Linked DNA regions of Mus musculus: region 1 is linked to region 2. A link is a contact called in public promoter capture Hi-C data. All regions are on one chromosome and are shown on one strand. The core of a region is the stretch at or near the end of the contact, and the rest is flanking DNA. Distances in the headings are between cores, read along the strand shown. Region 1 holds the start of Rab39 (RAB39, member RAS oncogene family). Region 2 holds the start of Acsbg1 (acyl-CoA synthetase bubblegum family member 1).

What was found. Promoter capture Hi-C pulls out the DNA fragments that hold promoters and counts their contacts.
Region 1: a promoter capture Hi-C map of embryonic stem cells shows a contact between it and region 2, with 3 times the contacts expected there. The contact joins the promoter of Rab39 here to the promoter of Acsbg1 in region 2. A contact is called at or near these places in 2 of 39 promoter capture datasets (embryonic stem cells and liver).

What each region holds. Positions count from the first base shown.
Region 1 is chr9:53,704,103-53,708,396 of GRCm38.p6, forward strand. It overlaps Rab39 (RAB39, member RAS oncogene family), which reads right to left and starts at 2,130. Exons shown (of 2, transcript NM_175562.3): 1 at 1,787-2,130. The coding sequence starts at 2,013.
Region 2 is chr9:54,660,001-54,664,509 of GRCm38.p6, forward strand. It overlaps Acsbg1 (acyl-CoA synthetase bubblegum family member 1), which reads right to left and starts at 1,885. Exons shown (of 14, transcript NM_053178.2): 1 at 1,549-1,885. The coding sequence starts at 1,670. Gm39341 (a long non-coding RNA gene) reads right to left here. Exons shown (of 3, transcript XR_870774.2): 3 at 4,348-4,509.

The DNA.
Region 1 (4,294 bases), core at 880-3,379, 960 kb before region 2:
ATTTTACAGATGGAGCACAAGTTTTAAAGAAAAAACCAAAACTGCTTCAATCAAAGGAGGCCAACTGAAAAGGAAACGACAATGTCTTCATGGAATTCTAAACAGTCCATGACCTTTAGCACCGCTCTGGAAGCTGGCCTTACCATGCATCACATCCCTTGTTATCTCTGTGTACCCGAGGAATCATTGTCAGACCCAGGAATGGAAATAAAAAAACAAACAAACAAACAAAACCACCAGGCTGGCCTTGAACTCAGAAATCCACCTGCCTCAGCCTCCCGAGTGCTGGGATTAAAGGCGTCTGCCACCACACCCGGCTCACTTTTTTTTTTTTTTTTTTTTTGAGACCACAGAGATATCTGCCTGTCTCTGCCTCCCGAGTGATGGGATTAAAGGCTTGTCCTATCACACTCTGACTAGAAGCCAAACTTCTGAATGTTGAACACTTTACACATGTAGGCTGAACTCTCTTGGAATGGATGCTGGCTGAATGAGGGCAAGCCACATTTGTTAAGTTCCTTAACGGAGTTCTTTATTTCACAAGCAAAAGTACTTGTTGAGAGATATAAAAATGCTTGCCTACAAGAGTTCCAATTGATCATGTGATTTTTAAAAAAAGATTTATTTTTTTTATTATATGTAAATACACTGTAGCCATCTTTAGACACACCAGAAGAGGGCATCAGATCTCATTAGGGATGGTTGTGAGCCACCATGTGGTTGCTGGGATTTGAACTCAGGACCTTCAGAATGAAGAACAGTCAGTGCGCTCTAAGCCATCTCTACCTACTAAGCCATCTCATCAGCCCCGATCATATGATTTTTAAAGAAACAATTCCCTACATTATCAGCTTTCTTACTTTGCTCTAGAACAAAGTACTCTTCGATCTCAAAAACTGGAAATACGCTTTAAATGTGATTTAATCTCAACTATCCAAGGAATTCAGTTTCATTTACTTTTTTTCTGTAAGGCCAGTCGACTTTATACAATCTTTCAGGTTCCCCAGTAAACAACCAGAATGAGACTATTTACTTGAGACTGACTCTCTCCCCATTTAGAAAAGTGCTTTCTTCTGTTGTCACATACAGAATGTTACGAATCCATCAGTGAAATAAAGGAAGGGTTGCAGACAACCCTCAGTATTATCTTTTTCACACCAAAGCGTCAAAGGTGACAAACTTTTAAAGGAAACTTCACCCTATAAATGCAAACACACACCCTTAGTTGTCTCAGTGACTCCGATGTTGCATTTAGTTGTTTTCCAAGACCTACTCCCGAGGGTCATGGCCCAGAATTTTCTGATGACCACACTCGGTGCTTTCAGATGTTTAAACCATTACCGCATGCATCTCTCTGTGAACCGTTCCGAGGGCTGGAACCCCGTCTGGAATTCTGCTTGCTGAGAACTAAAGATTTTTCACAGACCTGGGAACCCCACTTGGCATATTTCCCGGGCCTGAAAGAGGCTTGGTCAAGGCTTGGAGGAGGTGCTAGGAGGAGGGTGGCTGAGGCAGGGTGTGTGTGAACGGCGAGCGAAGTCGAGTTTGGGGAGAAGGCAGCGGTGGAGCCAAAGGGACCCAAACGGCCAAGAGGAGCAGACAGAGCTGGGAAAGACCGGCGACCCTGATTCGGACAGGAAAGGAGACAGAAAGGGGGCGCAGGAAATCCGCACTAAAGAAAGAAGAAACTGCGGAGGAGGAAGTCGCCCCTGGAAGGGGAGGGGCGAAGGGGAAGCGAGCACCGAGCGCTAGCACTTTCGAGAGCCTGTGGCGGGTGCCTCCCTACCTGAAGCGCTCCTGCCCCGCCGTGTCCCAGAGCTGCAGCTTGATCCTCTTGCCCGGCTCAATCTCCAGCAGGCGCGAGAAGAAGTCCACGCCGACTGTGGGGTCGCAGGCGGGGGAGTGCAGCCCTGGGAAGCGGCCCTGGGTGAAGCGGTGCAGAAGGCACGACTTGCCCACCGTGGAGTCTCCGATCACAATAAGGCGGAACTGATAGATCCAAATAGTCTCCATCGCCTACGTGCCCCGTGCGCTCAGGAGCAAGTTCTGCCTAAGGAACTGTCCCTTCAGCACCTACGCGGCGCGCGCCCGCCCGCTTCCAGCATCTTCCTGCGGCTGCGGCCGCCGCCTGGTAGCCGCCCTCTGGGGAAGGAGGGGCGGGGCCGCGGGCAGGGGGCGTGGACTTGGTCTGATTGGGGTGGGGCTTGAGAGTGAGGGCGGGGCCACGAGTTTGGAAGGGACCGTAGGTAGGGGTGTGATCGTGAGTTGGGGGCGGGAACCTAACTTGCAGAGCAGCTGCGTCGGGCAGGGGGCCGGGCCCCAGCTGTAAGGGGAGGGAACTGACGTTGTAGAGGCGGGTCATTGGTCGTGCGGGGGCGGGGCCTCTAACTAGAGGGGCGCGGCGAGAGCGTCGGCTGAGGGGATAGGGAAGTAGCAGAACTCTAGACGACCTTAGCGTATTCTAGTGCAGATCTTGCTGGAAATGGACAAGGAATGGGTGTGGCGAAAGGATGTGACAGCAATAGCAACCAATGAAAATGTACTCAAGGGCTAAACTCCAGAAAGGTCAGCCAATGGGAAGTGAGAGTCATTTTCTCTCACGCATCTGCGAAGGCTCTCTTCAGACTAAGACCCTAGTTTTGAAAGTCAGTCAGGCTTCTGTATGTGGATTCGTGGTGTCCGGGTTCTCAGAAGATTCCAGTTGACAGTTTCCTCTGAAGAAAACAAATTTGCAGAACTAGTTCTGATAGTTTCTGTTAAGGATTGCCTGTTGCTGTTTGCCACAGCGTTTTCAGGATGGTTCTAGCCCTATGCTCGTTGGGGCCCTTCAGCCTGGGAAAAACTTAAAATGTTGAGAAGCTCATACGAGTCATCATTATTCTCGGTCTATAGCTGCCCTCTGCTTGCGTATGACCAAAGACCTAATAAACGAAGCGTAATTTAAATGTTGGTGAGACCTTACTGTGTTCTCTTCTGGACTGGGATGTAGCCCCCAGGTGGTAGAGTTGCCTAGCAACATGAAACCCTGGGTTTAGTCCCCAACTCCGCATAAAACAAATATGGTGGCCCACGGTTATTATTCCACCACATGGGGCTCGAGGATCAGAAGTTTAAGATTATATCCTGTAACTCTCTGTGTCAGCTACACAGAGGACAGAGGCAGATGGATTTCTCAGTTCAAGACCAGCCTGGTCTACAGAGTGAGTTCCAGGACAGCTAGGACTGTGCAAATTTCTTGCCAACCATTTCATTCTTTTCTTGCAACATCTAACTATCACACTCATCCTTAATTCCTTTCTTTGTTTTGGAGGAAGAAGCGTGACTTTCAGAGAACTCTTCTTTCCTCTGCCATGCATCTTTAGGCCCCTGTCTGCAATTAGTCAATCTTTATTTTATGTGGTATGTATCTTGTCTCCCTTCTACAATTGTTCTTCCTTCCTTCCTTCCTTCCTTCCTTCCTTCCTTCCTTCCTTCCTTCCTACTTTCCTTCCTTCCTTCCTTCCCCCTCTTTCTTCCTCCCTCCTTCCTGTTTATTTATTTATTATTTTTGTTTTGTTGAGACAGGGTTTTTTATGTACCCCTGGCTATCCTAGAACTAGTGTTGTCAACCAGATTGGTCTCGAACTCACAAAGATCCGCCTGCCTCTGCATCCCTAGCGCTGGGCTTAAAAGAGTGCACCACCACCACCACCACCACCTGGCTCTACTATTAGTTTCTACTCCTCTGCCTACAACCATATTTGAGTGTTCTCAGTCCTAAAGCTAATTAATCAGAACCCCCTCGGTGATGTTTCTTTGCTTCCACCATCTTGTTCCTTTTCACGTATTCAAAAGAGCCCTCCTCCCTCATTTCTTGTCCACAAGACTATCTTTAACAAACCTTCATACACTTTCTATGCCGCAGACTCTCATGAAACAATTGTTTCAGATAACTGTGCATGAGACCCCCTAATTATCAGATTCAACCTACCTGTTCTCATCATTCTCACCTCTGACCTCTCAGGACCCCTCCGTTTAAGGGTAACCAAGTGACGGTTCTATCCTCTGAGACAGAGGAGTGGCATTTTTGGGTAAAGATAATTTCTTTCTGTGAGAGCATGGCAACCTTTTTGTCTGTTTTTCTTTTTCTCCTCCTCCTCCTCTTCTTCCTCTACCTCCTCCTCCTCGTCTTCCACCTTTTCATCTTCCTCCTTCTTTTCCTCCTCTTCTTTTTTTTTAAGATTTATTTATTTATTATATGTAAGTACACTGTAGCTGTCTTCAGACACTCCAGAAGAGGGAATCAGATCTCGTT
Region 2 (4,509 bases), core at 635-3,134:
TAAGTCAGGAGCGGAGCCCGACTAGAGCTCAAGTCTGCTTTGCAGTCTGCTGCCAAGATGCCCTGGGATTTGTTCTGGGGTTACTGTGTCTGTGGTGTGTGTGCCCCTGGATCTCTGAAACCATCTTCATATATGATCAAGGTCAAGGAAGAAGTCAAGGTCATCTTCAATTGCACAGAGAGACACATTGAAAATCGGAGAGCGTCAACAATTTACTCAATGTTGCTCAGAAAGCAGGCGATAGAGCTGACACTCTAACCCTGGCTTCCAGTCCCTGTCTGTCCTGCAGGGACCTCCTGAACCTGTGCTCCTTCCCACGACAGAGTCCTTTGCTGCCCAAGCTGAAGATGGCTCCCAGGTTTGACCACCTCTATCTGTGTTATCAGTGAGGCAGACCTAGAGCCTGTGAGCTCAGATGTTCAAAATTCCTCCCTATTGGCTAAGTCCCTGTCAACATAGACCCGATACATGGACTTCAGCAAACACTGGAGCTACTGACCCTATGCAGAAAGAGATGGGACAAATGGGAAGACTTAACATGCGTGCCCTATTAGGTTCTCTGGACAAACTCACCAGCCCTCACTAAGTGGAACAAGGGACTTTGAAAACCAGCAGACGCTATTCTTCATTTTTGAGAGCTGAACTTTCCAGACATCTGGAAATATCACCTGGGATGTCGGGATGGCCCCTGCTCACTGACCTCATGACATCATGAGTGATGCTACCCAGAATAGACCCAGAACCTCCAGGGCCCAGGCCTTCCTATGCCAAGAGCATAGAATTGTTCAGGGCCACAGTTGCTCCCCTACACTTGCCATCCATACAGGGGGAAGGGATACTGTTTCTAGGTAAACAGCAGCCCACTCTCCTGATGAGTTTGTCCAGGGGACCTAATGGGGCACATTAACATGTCTTCTCATCTGTCACACCTCTTCCCACATAGTCCTTACAAGGACAGTGGTCATGTTCTTGAGCGTTTTCAAACCTTGCAGATTCCTTGTCCTTGACCTACCCTGTAGACAGCCCAGCTGTTTAGCACACTGCTCTCTCTGAGCCCTATCTTCCACTCTTCTGTTCTTGCTCTCTTATGGGACACAAATGCAGTTCCTCCATATCAGAGATAACCTCAATCTCTGTTCAGGTACGGACAGAGAGGGCCAGAGACTTTCCAAGGTCATAGCAGGCTGGAATGGAAACCATGGGTGCTCCCTCGAACTTTTCGGTCATTGCCTGCCCGCTCCTACCATATACCAGGTCACCTCCAACCATGGGGAGACAAAGGAACGTGCTTGCTGACTGAAAAAAAAGTCTTTCTTAATACCAATGTGACTTGTACCTCAGTTGAATCTCTAACGGCCAACAGAGGAACAGACACACTGAATCACACTCCGAAGGATAAATGTCCCTGCCCTGCTCTTTTTCCTTCACAGAGATCTGGCGAAGAAACCGAGACTCAGAAAGAGGGGCAGCTTGCTTCAGGTCCTCCAGCATCACATCGTGATATGGAGCCCCAAGCCCCACGTGCTGACCTTGGAGCACTGAACCCACCTGGTTTGCGAGTTGTCTTGGGAGGTCCCCAAGCTGGCCCCCTGCTGCTGATCATCTCTGCTGTCAGGCATGTTGGAGTCCCTGGACAGACAGCAGTATCCTGCTTCAGAACCGCGTGGCATCTGCTGTGTGCATTCACCGAAGACAGTGCGGTCTCCCACAGTGAGAGGCTGGCCTTGAGGGGGCAGCGGGGGGCGGGCATGGGGCTGAGGTGGGCGGTGCCTGAAGTGACCCGGAGGGCCCCATTTCCTCTCTGTTTTCAGAAGCTCAGAATGTTCCTAGGCAGTAAATTGCTCAGGACTAAAACTTTCCTTTTCTTCCTGGTTTTTCCGCTGCATTCAAGATGAGGAGAATTTCAATGAAGCCAGCCTTCATTTTTATGCAAATTGGCCCCCAGTTCTCCCAGAAGGTCTAGCCAATGGGCTTAGGACTTCTAGGCCCTCAGAAAACCTCTTTACTGTCTTTAAAGGGACACTTTGGAGCAAAGGGGGTTCCCAACACAAATCCAGACTGAGCCTGAGATGGCTGCTGGCCCCAAAGTCCAGCTTCAGCGTGTGTAGCCTCAACATGAACAGATGAATGCAACCCAGGAAGGTTTGCCCCAGTCCCTGGCTCTAGATCCTGTACTGGACACAACAGGAGAGCCACAGCCCCTGCCCACAAAGAGCCCAGTATTGTGAGGACAAGAAAGTGGAATTTCCAATAAAGAGGACTACTGTATAGCTCATAGAAGCATCTACACTAAACAGGCATGAGAGAGAACCCCAAAATGGGGCCATTTGGGGACACCTAGACAGAAGCAAGGGTTTGCCCCTTTAGTTTAAGGAGGAAAGCCTAGTTGGCAGGCAGCCATGAACAGAGAGGCAGGAAATGCACAGGGCAGGCGCTTTTCTCTGAATACCAGAGAGATCCTCTAAGGTGAACTATATATTCATTCCTGTGACTTCCATAATTAAAACAAAGTAAAACAACTATAATCCAGATGGCTTAGAGGAACAAAAATGCATTCTCTCATCCTTCTGGAGGCCAGAGGCCTGAAATCCAGGTGTGAAAGGATCATGGAAGACTGCTGGCCTCTGCCCTAGTTTCTTCAGGTCAGTGCCCCTGCTTGTCCAACTTGGCTTTTACATGCAGTGTCCGTGTCCCCCCTACTCTTCCATGGTTGGCTTCCCCTCTGTCTACATCTCTGTTTCCTTAGAAGGCCATCAAGCATCAGACTAAGGTCCATAGCAATCCTGTATGAATTTATCTTAGCTGATTACACCTGCATAAACCCCATTTCCAAATAAGGCTACTCTCTGATGCTCTGGGAGGAGCATCATTTGGGGGAGACAAAACTTAGTGCAAATTTTGGCAGAGATTCTTATTGTCATTGGGAGAAATCAAGGTTCCCTTTTTGGGTCAATGGTCTTGTTAATAAAGAATTTAAATAGACACAAAAGGAAGCCTGAGAACAATTTTATTATAATTTGGGAGAAAAACAACATGGCAGGTAAGGTTAAAAAATATATATAATATTATATACATATATGTATATATATAAATATGTATATGTGTATGTGTATATATATATATATATATATGTGTGTGTGTGTGTGTGTGTGTGTGTGTCTGTGTGTCTGTGTGTCTGTGTGTCTGTGTGTGTATCCTGACATCTGCCAGAGGAGGGAGATGGAAAGTCAAGTGTAAGTTAAGTATGAGGGTCAGAGAAACAGTGAGTGGTGAAGCAAGCATATTTAGGTTTTTGCCTGGCATCTGAAAAACAGACCAGGAGAAGGAAAAAGAAAAATGGCTGTGGATCTGAATTCATAAGGTTCTATGGGGTTCCTGCAAGCTCTACTGCCACCAGTGGAATGAACCACAAGCAGTAAGAAGAAAACCTACCTCAACATGACTTAGTTAGCTGGGCTGGTTCAACCTTCTAGAGTCCGACCCTAAGCAGTTTATTTTTGGTCTATTTAAACACAGTTCCTGGACCAGTTAGAACTTTGGGGAAAGTTTCCTCCTGACAGTTAACACAACAAAGCTTAAGGCATAACTACATCTAAAGGCCGTTGTAAAGCTCATGTCTTTTACAAAGTAGCTGTGACCTCTTCCACAAGAATACCTTCAATTGCCTGAGAAACAACAGGGGAGAAGAGTCTGAGGAGGAAGGTTTGCAATAAGCATAATAGCAAACTCTTTTACAAAGTACATGGGGCCTCTTTCATAAGAGTGAGTTATTTGGGTGAGGCCTCGCTCTACAGATAATAAATGTTACAATGTACTTAACACATCTATTCCCAGCATTCTGGATGGAAAACAACCATGCACACCCCTTCGGTTGATGAGGAAAGCCTGCATGTTTAACAGTTCTGAATTCTCTATTGCCATCTGTAAGCATATGGCTTTTGCCCTCTACAGGGCACCAGATCCAAGATCTTGTGTCCCAAGGCAGAAGGTTGCACCAGGGACATGTGACTAGAAACAGACATAGAGACCATTTATGTAAAAAGGGCAAACTGGTCCAGGAATAAGAGTGGGCTAGTAAGCCCCAAAAACATTGGACTAAAAGGAATTAGTCGTTCTAAGACATTTCCATAGCATCCCCTTTCATGTTTGTACCTCAGAGACTCAACATATAGGAGTACATGTTCTGTTTGTTAGATGAAGCCAGGTGGGGAAGGGCTCCAGACTTCCCTGCCCACTAGCTTTTTGTCCTATGTTAACCTGGTGCAGCTTTCTGTGGTTTTTACACTGCTGTCACAGTAAGAGATGCTCCCAAGAAGATCAATGAGTCTGCTGGTCACAGGCGATGCTCTTAACTGAGGAACGCAAGTGACTAGGAAACACTGGCCTGTCCCCAAGTAATTCAGGGCATAAGCCACAGGAGGCCCGAGTCTTCTTCAAGATTCCCTTTAACTTTGTACTGATCCCCGAGTCTCTCTGAGCCTCAGTTTGAACTCTTTAGATCATGAAGTG